Linked DNA regions of Mus musculus: region 1 is linked to region 2. The links are chromatin contacts, called in public Hi-C maps. All regions are on one chromosome and are shown on one strand. Each heading gives the region's core, a stretch centred on a gene start, on an enhancer-like site or on the middle of the called end of the contact. The rest is flanking DNA. Distances are from core to core; before and after follow the strand shown. Region 1 holds the start of Wdr64 (WD repeat domain 64). Region 2 holds the start of Dusp23 (dual specificity phosphatase 23).

The links. A called contact is a pair of places that touch in the nucleus more often than the background predicts.
Region 1: a Hi-C map of CD4 T cells shows a contact between it and region 2, with 4 times the contacts expected there. The contact joins the promoter of Wdr64 here to the promoter of Dusp23 in region 2.

Annotation. Positions count from the first base shown.
Region 1 is chr1:175,696,952-175,702,997 of GRCm38.p6, reverse strand. Wdr64 (WD repeat domain 64) reads right to left here and starts at 4,405. Exons shown (of 28, transcript NM_029453.2): 1 at 4,067-4,405. The coding sequence starts at 4,211.
Region 2 is chr1:172,629,697-172,635,461 of GRCm38.p6, reverse strand. Dusp23 (dual specificity phosphatase 23) reads left to right here and starts at 2,488. Exons shown (of 2, transcript NM_026725.2): 1 at 2,488-2,846; 2 at 3,636-4,693. The coding sequence starts at 2,580. The coding sequence ends at 3,821. It overlaps Gm35601 (a long non-coding RNA gene), which reads right to left and starts at 2,482. Exons shown (of 5, transcript XR_001779542.2): 1 at 2,321-2,482.

The sequences.
Region 1 (6,046 bases), core at 3,156-5,655, 3.1 Mb before region 2:
CAAAAGAAGAAATAAAAATTACTAAAAAACATTTTTAAAAATTTTCAACATTTGTAGCAATCCCAGGAATAAAATTTCTGTGAAATGAAAATTGAAAATGAAAATTAAAAGCCACTTTGAAATTTCATCTCACCTCAGTCAGAATGACTAAGATCAAGAAAACAAATTAACAACAAGTGCTGGTGAAGACCTGGCGAAAGGGCGACCTCATTGGCTATTGGTAGGATTGCAAACTGACAAAGCCACTATGGAAATCAATGTGGGAAAGTATAAACAAATAAGCAAAAGAAATCCACCATGTGACCCAGCTGTACCATTCTTCACCATACATCCAAAGGATTCAACATCTACTCCACAGTTACTTGCGCTGCCATGTTTGATTTTGATTGTTTAAAGGAGAGATAATGAGCCCCACAAAAGACGTTCACTGTCTAGCAACCCCCTTAGTGCCTGCTATGGGAAAACTCCTGTCATGTTGTTGGTCTGAAGAATACAACAGCCTCCCCAAACATTAAACAAACAAACAAACAAAGCAAAACACACAAAAACTTATTGCTGAAGCCAACACACACTTTGGAAGCAGGACTTGGAAAAATTGAGCTGAACCTGACCTAGAGGCCTTCTTTGGCTCTCACAGTATCAGATGTTACAGAAGCTATTAAAGGTAGAGGAGCAGTCAGTAGTTCTACTCAACTGTAGAGCCTATGAACCATGACAATGACTGAACCAGCATGGTATCCCCTATGACATAATAGTGGGTAACCAACAGAGTCTAATTAAACTTAAGACCCAATAAACACACACACACACACACACACACACACACACACACACACACACACAGAGCCATTTGGCAATGTCTTAAGACATTATTGTCACAGCCAAGGATGAGTGTGCTGCCAGCATCTAGAGGCCAAGGCTGCTTATGAACTCCCAACAATGTACAAGGCTGCCCCATTAGCCTTAGCACACAGAACAAAGAATTCTTTAGCTCAAAGGTCAATAGTGTCATGGCCGAGAAGCCTTCATGTAAAAATGACATTCCTCTCCCTGTTTCAAAACTCAGCAAATGTTTATCTACCTAAACAGGAACAACTATTAGCCCTGTGGAAAATAAAGAAACATCCAAGTATTTATGTAGCTATTTTAAAGACACATGTTCTATCTGGACTGCACCTGAATGGGGTGGGGGGAGGATTTGGTCACAGGGTAATCCGAATTCTATTGCGTCACTGGTGAGATCTAAGAATAACAGAACCAGGACAAATCTCTGTAGTCTACTTAGCATCCCTTTGAGGCTGACACCTCTTCTTTAAAACAGTCTCTCGAGTCCTGGCTCCTTACCTACAATAAAGAGTCAATTCTTATCTTCCAATAGTTATTAATAAAGACAAATGTATTTGAATAGTATTAGCAGCTTGGTACAAGTTAGGATTCCATATTTTCCATCTCCTCAATCCTGAAACCTTGTCCCTAAGATATAGAAGGCCATGTATCTAGCAGAGTAGTTTTTTATCTCATCTAAAAATTCCTGAGGAAGGAACTTTGCACCACAGATTTGGAGTTGTATGCTTTCAGGGGGGCGGGGGTGGGGGTGGGGAGCAAGGCTAACTTCTTAATTTAACACGTGTTCAAGGAGTGCCTCCTGACACCAGACTCTGAGCTGGCCTTATCTGTGCAAAACCTTCAAAACACTTCCAGATCAATGGTCAAGCACAGAGTACATATTAACCTCAGCAGCCTAAATAAAGCAGGTAAATTCCTGGAGGCAGCAATAAAAACAGTAACAGTGCTGAGGATGCCTCTGCTTAGGGGCGAATGGGAGCGTGTTTGCAAAGAGGTAGCTTTCTACTTTCTTGAGAATTGAAAGAGGAAAGAGGGACTGGAGAGATGCCCAAGTCGGGAGAACGGCACATTAGCCACTACAAGTTCTGCAAAAGAAACAATTTAATAACTGTGGACACAAATCACAGCTCTTACCTCAAAGGGAATAAAAGTTTGTTTTTGAGCCAGGTTTGAGTGACCATAGCTTGGGAACAGATTCAAGTTGTCCTGAATAACATATTCCAATGTGGCCATGGTACGCTTTCATAGCCACACAACAACAACAACAATAACAACAACAACAAAAAGGTCATGACATGGCATTTTCAGACCCATTGATGGGAATATCAAAGCAGGCAAAATACTGCTGACGAATTAGGTTCTATCCGATGGCATCTTAGCTTCGGATTTGGTGGAAGTCAGTGGTCTACTAATACAACTCCAAAGTTTTGTGTGATAGATGAGAGGGCACTAAGTCAGGACTGGTTGGTGACAAAGCTCACATGGTCCACAGCCATGTGGCATTTTAAACATAGATTTGCCTTTTTTTTTTTTTTCCTGAAAAGTTCAGCTCAGGCATGAGGATGTAGTTCAGTTGCTACAGTTTCAGTTTACAAAGTAAATAAGTAAATATTTAAAAAAAAACCACTATGACATATTTAGAAATGTTGAAAAGCCTCTGACAGGATTGAAGGTGCCAGACGTTGATGCCGGAAAGGTTGAGGCGTGACTCATGCTCAGCAAGATGGCATGTACAGATTCTAAAGGTGAGTTAGTAAACCAGGATTGTGGCAGAGCTAGAGGAAAAACTCGTTGTAGAAATATATCAGAAGGAATAAGTCTGGATGGAAGACTCCCAGCAGGTGTTAGAACAATCTGAGAGAACTATGATTATATATTATGAAGACTCCTCTCAAAAGTGATGCTAACTACACGGCTCTGGAGACTAGGCAGCCAGCATTCATGCCATAAGACTTGGGCAAGAACACACTAGGCAGAAACTCAGGACAAACGACAAAAGAAAAAAAAAAAAAGAAAAAGAAAAAGAAAGAAAAAGAAAGAAAGAGAAATGAGCAAAACCAGAAGAGACTGTCAAGACACACAGGGGGAGGAGCATGGAGGGAGGAGCTTCTCAGAGCAGAAGAGGAGACCAGACCAGTGTTCCTGCAGTGAAATGGTCACGTGGGCTGAAACGTGATAGCAAAGTCAGCCTTGGTGGTGCACACCTGGACAAACTGGGAGTGGAGGATATCAAGTTTCAGACCAGCCTGGGCTACATAGTGAGACCGTCTAAAAGAAAGAAAGAAAAAAACCACAACTTATCTGAATTTGGCAACAGTGTTAGATACTGAATATATTTTCAGCAAAAATGAGGGAAGCCAGCCTGGAGTGGATGAGAGAAAGGCAGAGATGCTGTAGGGAAATTTAGCAGAGAAGCAGAGAGGAGACATGGAGGAATATCTTAAGGGAAGAGAGTCAAGGACGAGTTGACAGAGTATATTTTTAGAATCAAAGGGCAAAGCTGGTGGAAAAAGAGACTTCTGAGGTTGTTGCAGCAAATTGACAGTGTTGGAGAGGAGGGGAGGAGGGCTGCTGACTTAGGAAGTATTGGGCTAGAGGAAAAGGGAGAGAGAACGAATTCTAGGCTCTGTGCCTGGCTCTCTCCTAGGATAGGAAACTTGGCTGAGAGAAACAGAAGCCCCATCAACAATTTAAAAACATGGTGAGAGTTTGGAGAATCAATTGTAGCAAGAGGTAAAACAAGCTGACAGGAGGGAAATTCAAGCTTTGTTGAGCGCTTTATAGAGAGCTCAGCCAAGATCCAGAGAACTTCCGGAAAGATCTGAACCCTTCTGACTCTTAAGAGACTTGGGCAGGTGACTCCTCTCTAACTCCCATTGTTTTCCCAAGCAAAGTGGACTGCATTTTATTCCAGTTCTAGTTAAGCTGGGTAACACAGAGACACAGAGGGCCTCCTGCGTGTTCACTATGCTATACTGAGTCTCAGGTGGGCCTGTGACTGATAGTGTCTGGAATATAAACTCTTAATGCTATTTAATCCAACTCTTTATATTACAGGTAAATACAAAAGGCTTCCTCATGCCTAGCTAAGTATGTCGGGGACAAAGAAAGAACTCAGGTCTGGTCCCCCATTCAGTGTCTTGGGTTTAAACAAGACTGCTTTTCTCCGATGACCTAATCAACGAATCCAGATGGACTTCCCTGTAACCATCCATCTTACCTTCTTTTGGTATAAATATGCCTGCTCTTTCTTCCTTTTTCTGGGCTGTTGTCTGTTCAACCAGTTTATTGAACTCAACCAAGGACGCTTTGAAATTGTTGATCTGCAGCGCGAGGTTGAACCGCTTCTCATCCTTGGCATCCATACAGACATAGGGAGTCTCTTATTTCTGCGCAGAAATAATACTGCAAACTTGCCAATGTGGAAATGCTTCTAGTTCTTATAATGTGTCTGCTGTTTCAACTTTTGCCCTAGGTCTCATTCCTCTGACTTTTATATCCCTGTTCTAGAGGAACAAGGAGTAAGAGTTGTTTCTAGCAGGTTAGCAGGAGGACAGCTGAGGCCTGCTGCATTTCATAGAGGCAGGGGTGTTAGTGAAGGGTCCTGACCTCATAATGTTAACATTGGCCATCATGGGGACTTCATTAGGTCACAGTGTCTCTGTAAGTCCCACAGCAGATTGGGATCCACCTCCTGCAGGGTGTGTGTATGTGTGTGTGTGTGTGTGTGTGTGTGTGTCTGCCTATTGAGAAAATGGAAGGGTAAAGGAAGGAATCCAGGCATTACTTTAATCGGAATGAATGTCTCTTCTCACTCCCAGCCTCCTGTCTCCCTCAAGGTACTACAGAGAGTAAAGTTTACATTTGTTCCCATAGCTCTCCTGGATATGGAAGATGAACCTGTGAGGATGAAAATATATTTTCATCTCCTGTCTTACTTGGCACCAATAAAGATATTTTTAGAAGTTGTGGAGAATGAAAGCCTTTCTTTCTTTCTTTCTCTCTTTCTTTCTTTCTTTCTTTCTTCCTTCCTTCTCTTTATGCACTTACTTTAGTTAAAATACTAAAAGGAGCCAAGGATAAGGAAGGTGTCCTTGAGAGGACATTTTTCGGGGGGAGCCAGTTGAAGGAGAAGAGGCCTTTCTGCTTGTTTTTTCCATTAAAATTAACGTCTGATTCCACTGAGTCCAAATGCTTACCTCTGATTCAAGTTCTCCAATCTCCAACTGTGTTTGTGTGCCCGCACATGTGCACACAAATGCTCCGCTGTGAATACGTTTGCACAAGGAAGCCTGAGGATGATACTGCCCATTTTCTTACACACGCTGTACTTTCATCTTTGATGTAGGATCTCTCCGGAACCTGAAGCTGTATTGACTGTATTAGGTGGCCAACAAGCCCTAAGCATCCATCTGCCTCTGCATCCTGAGCACCAGTATTCCAGTTGCCTAGCCCACTGTGCCTATCTTCTAACGTGCGTGCTGGGGAATCTCGATTCATGGCCTTATGTTTGTGCAACAAATACTTTATCAATGGAGATATGTCTCCAGCCCCCAGCCCTCCCCAGTGTTTTATAAAAGTCTATTCATCAACATGTTCATCAACAGTCAACTCATGGAAATGTGAGACAGATAGAGTCCCTATTCCTTGGTAGTGCATCTTTTAAACCATCTTGTGCAATCCTGAGTTCAGAATTGAAGCGAGTGGCATTAGGGGGCACTCCTGTTTTGAGTACCAGGTGTTCATCCTCTCACTATGAGCTATTAGGGGAGTAAATTCCTATAAACATCTTACTTAGAGAATCTCCTCACACTATTTATTCTTTATTCCTTTTCTCCCATCCAAATACTATTTGGCAACATCCTAGGAACTATCTTTCCTACAATCCTCATCCATGAATTCTTCTATTTCCTCATCCATCCATTCAGCGCATACTTATCAGACACCTACTTATGCTAGCAGGTACTTAGGTAGTAGTGATAGAATAGTGAGCGAATGGTGTGTTGAGCTTACAATCTAATGGTGAAAACAGGCACGTGCATGGTATTCCAGAAGGTGGTAAATGCTCTGAAGACTGAGTAAAGGTGTGTGCACTGGAGTGGGGTGTGTGTGTGTGTGTGTGTGTGTGTAATAAACAATTACTTAACAAAAAGATATTTGGCAGAATCCTGCAGGGGAGGTAACAAGTCATGAGGCTAAA
Region 2 (5,765 bases), core at 1,239-3,738:
ACTCTGGCTCAACAAAGCAACTTCCACAGTGGGAAGATCAGAGTACACAGAGCCTAAACCCTCCTGAGGCCCAGATAGCCCTAAACAGACAAGAAAGATCCTGTAGATAATGTGTAAGAGACTGCCGAGGTTGCAGGAAGCCTCGCCAGGAGCCCAGCAGTGGCTTTTCTTACAGAAACCCTCAGCTGAGACAGAAAATTAAAGGAGACACCTGCAATGGGACACAGCTCAGACATGGACCCTGAGCCCTTCTCTCTCTAGAAGATGAAGGATGAGCAGACAAGGGAGAGCAAGTCTTCACTCGGAGCTAACTGGCCTTTCCACAGGCAAGCCTGCGTAGGAGGGAGGATGATGGACGACCTTTCAGCCTCAGAGACCCACAGGAGAGAGGACACACTGAGAGCAGCCTAGGGGCTCATTAGAGAAGAGAGTCTGCCTCCCACTGGAGAAGACAGGCTTGGAGCTGGATAGGAAGGAGATAAGAGACGTGCACGGAAGGGCGAGGAGAGACGTGGAAAGTTCTTCCCTGACACGTGGAAGGTAGACAGAGAAAGCAGAGAACCCAAGAAGTGATCTGCCCACACGGACAGTTCCTGGAAATGTTACTTCCAGACACAGCTGTCTGCCGTCAAGGTTCGTTCCCACTGAGCCAGAGCAGGCAATCCACCTCGGAAAGGAGAAATCCTTCCATTTTGCTGATGCCGTGGACAGCCCTCCCGCTGCCCGGTTGCTGAAACAATGGACTCCACGATCCTGGAATTTCCCCCGAGAGCCTCACGCAGGAGAAGGGAAAGACTGGGAGCCTGGTGTTTGAGAGATGGGGAACTTGTCTCCTTGTATGAGAGACGAAAGCAGAGGCTAGGGTGAAGGGGGGCATGGAGAACCACACCTTGACCAGGAACACTCAGTTATACATAACTCTTACCTTCTACCTAAGCCTAATCCTCATACCAGGACCCTAAAGATAGACTTGGGTGGTAGGGACTGGACCTCCTTGTTTCTCTCACTAATGTAGCACACTGAATAAACCACCTCCCGCTTTCACTAGCAGGTTTATTTAATTGGCCCATTGAAGAGACAAGTAGCCCATCTTGGCTTGTTATGGCTCCCAAGGCCCAGATTTTCACCCTAATGACCAGCAACCAAGGGAGGGTAGGATGTCTTCATACCCAGGTCTTGTGGGCTTAGGTCAGTATGTCCCTAGGCCCCCGGTTAAGAAAATACCCAGGGTTTTAAACACAAAATGTTTGGAAGAATGTGAAGATGGCTGTGTAACACTGTCATTTCCTGGATGACTGTAGGAAAGTGTGCCATTAAAAGATTCTGGAGAGGGGGACAGAACAATGGCTCAGCAGTTAAGAGCACTGGCTGCTCTTCCAGAGGTTCCATCCCCAGCACCTACACGGCAGCTCACAGCTGTCTGTAACTCCAGCTCCGGGAGTCCTGACACCTTCACACAGATACACATGCAAGCAAAACACCAATGTACATAAAATAAAAATAATAATAATTTTTAAAACAAGATTTCGGAGCTGGAGAGATGGCTCAGCAGTTAAGAGTACTGACTGCTCTTCCGGAGGTCCTGAGTTCAAATTTGAGCAACTACAAGTTGGCTCACAACCAGCTGTAATGGGATCCGATGCCCTCTTCTGGTGTGTCTAAAGACAGCTACAGGGCACTCATATACATAAGATAAACATTTTTTTAAAAGAGAGAGAGATTCTGGAGAATGGTATCTTCCTTAGCTTCCTCGGTGCCTCAGTTTTCTCATCTCTAAAATGGGGTTACTGTGATCACCTACCTTATGGCGATTAATTAACATATATAAAAAGTATTTGCACAAGTACCTAACACAAAGCAAAAGCTTAAATGTTGTTAACCCTTATGTTGTTGATAGTGGTTACTATATTACCCTGAGTACCATTTCCAGTGCCACATATTTCCCCACCCCCCATCCTTTAACTACTGTCGGCAGTAGAAAAATAAAACTTTCTATTGTCTGGGACATAGTAGTTCCCTCTTACTTCAAGAACTCAAGAAGACAGCAACCATGACTGCTTGGTCATTGAAGAGATTACCTACTCACACCCGCGCCCAGGCAGAAGTAGATTTTTCTATCACTATTTAAACCCCTTGTATAAAAACTATGAAGAGACCAGGCCGTTAGGCGGCTGGCCCACGATGCAGTAGCTCCAACGCACCACCAGGGAGCAGCAGAGCCCAGCCCTGGGCTGTTTTCTCTACAGGAGCAATTAATTGGTTCCAGGCTTCCTTAGTGCCTTCACTCCCCGCTGCAATAATCACGCTTGTTGTTGATTACCCAGCCTATCAACGAGTGCCCTGCTCGCGTCCGTTGGGCTGTAGGGTTTCTCTGCCTGCCTTGGAGCCGTCTTAGCCCCGCCCCCGCTGTTCAGCCAACCCTGGGTGGGGAGGAGCGTCACGGGGGAGGGTCCAAGAGACTACGTGGCCCGCTAGGGCAAGTGCTGAGCGGGGACGGAATCCAGCCCCAGAGGGGGGGTGACCCAATCTCCCGGCAGAGTAGGAAAGGCCAGCCTCGCCCTGAGTAAACTCCCCCCACGATGGGCGTGCAACCCCCCAACTTCTCCTGGGTGCTTCCGGGACGGCTGGCCGGACTGGCGTTGCCCCGGCTGCCCGCGCACTACCAGTTCCTGCTGGACCAGGGTGTGCGGCACCTGGTGTCCCTGACGGAGCGCGGACCCCCTCACAGTGACAGCTGTCCCGGCCTCACGCTGCACCGAATGCGCATCCCTGACTTTTGCCCGCCGTCCCCGGAACAGATCGACCAATTTGTGAAGATCGTGGACGAGGCCAATGCCCGGGGAGAGGTCAGCACGCTCGTGAGCCAGAGCGAGAGGGCGGGGCCTGGAAGGAAATGAGTGGGCGGGGCCGGAGCTGGAGTCCGAAAAGAGTGGGAGAGCCTGGGGTTGGGGGCGGGGGTGACAGGGCTAAGTGGGGTGGGAGCTAGATGGACCCACTCCCTGACTAAAGTCAACTATGCTGCTAGGAGAGGTGGTGCCAAGTAGGCTGGAGAGAGAGTACTGTCAAGTGAAATCCTTCCAGGAGTCCAGGGAGCGCCTATGTCAGACGGAATCAGTTCAAAGCCCTTTTACTAGAGGTCCAAATGTCATAGAGACACACTTGTAATTTTAAATTTTACTAGCAGCTACGTTTTAAAAAAAAAACAAAAACAAAAAACGAAAAAGATGAAAAAGAAGCAGGTGAAGTTAATTTTGTACTAATCCAATAAGTCAAAAATATTATTTCAACATAGAATCAATATGAAACAAATTATTAATGAGGCATGTCCAGTCTTTTTCATGCCGCATCTTCAGGGCCTGGTAAGTATTTTGCACCTCAGCTCAGTTTGGACTGACACATTTCAGGAAAAATAGCACCACAAGTGGCTGGATGTACTATACAAGACAGCACAGGATAGAGGCCAGGCGATGTAGGCTGAGAGCCCAAGTTGGAACCAGCCATTCCAGAGGCCTCCTAGTCACCTGTCCTCCCACAGCTTTGATGTCACTTCTTGGAGAGCCTGTGATGTGTGGGGTGAGGACAGGGGAGTATTGGGGAGGGCATTGGACTCTACTCCATCAGTCTCCACTTCACAGGCTGTTGGAGTGCACTGTGCCCTAGGCTTTGGCCGCACTGGCACCATGCTAGCCTGCTACTTGGTGAAGGAGCGGGCTTTGGCCGCAGGAGATGCCATTGCTGAGATCCGGCGCCTGCGACCAGGATCCATTGAGACGTATGAACAGGAGAAGGCCGTCTTCCAGTTCTACCAGCGAACAAAATGAGGACTTCAACAGCCCGCCTTTCCCCCTCCCCAACTCCTGCGGCCAGGGAGGAAGGGGAGTGAACTAAAGTACTGCATCCTTCAGGTCCCTCTGACTCCTATTGGACAAAAGTAGTCCTTCCCCAAAGCCATAACGTGGCCGGCAGGATGGCCGAGACCCCACAAAAATGAGGTAATAACTGATAAGAACTCATCACCGCTGCATAGCATGTACACAGCACTCCCAATACATCTGGGTGGTTGAAAAGACAAAAAAAAAAAAAACAAAAAAAAAAAAAAAAAAACCACTTCTGTTCTTTGGATGAGGTGTCTAGAGTTCAGAAAGGCCTCCGGTCACAGTTCTGGGAAACAGAAGGATAGGCCAGGACTCCAGCACACACCTTTGTCATCCTGAGGATGATGGGATTCTAAGTGCTGTTCCCTGACATGTGATAGAGGAGAACTGGTCAGTGAAGGAGACCCATGTCCCTGGCCACATGGCCTCCAAGCAGCCTCAGGCCGCTGCACTCCTACACCAGCAGTGCCCCCTTGACATCACCCCTTATGTAGGGTCATCCGTCCTACCTGAGCCACCTTTGTTCTCTCAGGGTACAGAAGACCTGCATATCGTGCTACAGATGAGGTCTCTCTCTGTCTTATCTGTTTCTCTCTTGGTCTCCCCCTCCCACTCTCCCTCTTAATCTCCCTCTCTCCCTCCCCCTTCCTCCCCCCACCAGGGCTGGCCACCTCTTACCAGCCTCAGGTGACTCAGCTCATCTGTCACCTCCAACCCCTATGTCGTCCCCAGCCTCAGACCAACGAATGCTGAAACTGTGTCTTGGTGGTTTTAGAGTGGATATTAAGTGATCAAATAAATAACTCTGGGACTATGAATCTTGGCCATGTTTCTCAGGTGTTATCTTCACGTCTCCCCTGTTGGACTCCACCCAGCCGCAAGCGCCACACTTTAGACTTTCTGAGAGATGAGATAAGTGTCATTCATGAGCCCAGTGGACTCTTCCATAATGGCAGTCTGAATCCATGCCCTATCTTCCATAATAGGCTGAACTGAGTAAGGGAGACTCTGCGTGTCTGTGTGAACCAGGTGCTGTTAGAGATGGAACCAACTCAGCAAAAAGAAAAGCCATGATTCCTATTCTCAGGAGCCCTGCCTTCTGGAGAAGGGTAATGACATTCTCTTCACACTCGATGGACACTAAAGGCTACCTCAACTATCCCAGATGCAGGACAGTCAAGAGTTCCCCTACAGCCTCCATCTCTCCTATCAAAGACCAGAGCTAGGCCTACACCAGCCCCTCCCCTGTACTTCATTCCATCTTCCCTGTGCCCCTAACTCAACATTATCCAGCTCACTCTTACACAAAAGGCTTTTTAAGCAAGAAATATAAGAGCCCTCATTTGAAATCCTTTTTCTGTTTCATCTGGAGGGCCCATTCCTTAACTGTCTCCTTGGATCCTCTCTGACCCACCCAGGGGGATATATCGGCCAAAGAGAAGAAACTCCAAGGTCCCAGGCATTTAGGCTTCAAGGATGGGAAAAGGACAAAGGACGGACACACCATCCACCTTGCCCCTCCCACTTCTGCCCCATGATTCAAACCAGACCATCTCCCGCGGGAGTGTGTATGTCTGTGTTTTCCTGAGGAGGGCATAACCCAGAGAGAGGAAAAGGCCTGTTTCCTTGACTCTTTTCTTTCACTGCCAGAATTTACCCACACAGAAGGAGGTGAGGGGCTGTGCCCTCCCCTTGCCAGTATTGCTCGACTGTGCTATGTGACCCATCCTCGCCCTTTCTGCTGTCTGTTCCTCCGCGTGTCCTCCGCACTGCCAGAGCGGAATCTGCTCTTACCTTCCTCCCAAGGCTCCTTTGAAGGAGACAGAAAATTTTTCTAACCCCATTAAAGCCCTGTGTGCTGTTCCCTCCCCATAATTTAAGCAGGTCTCC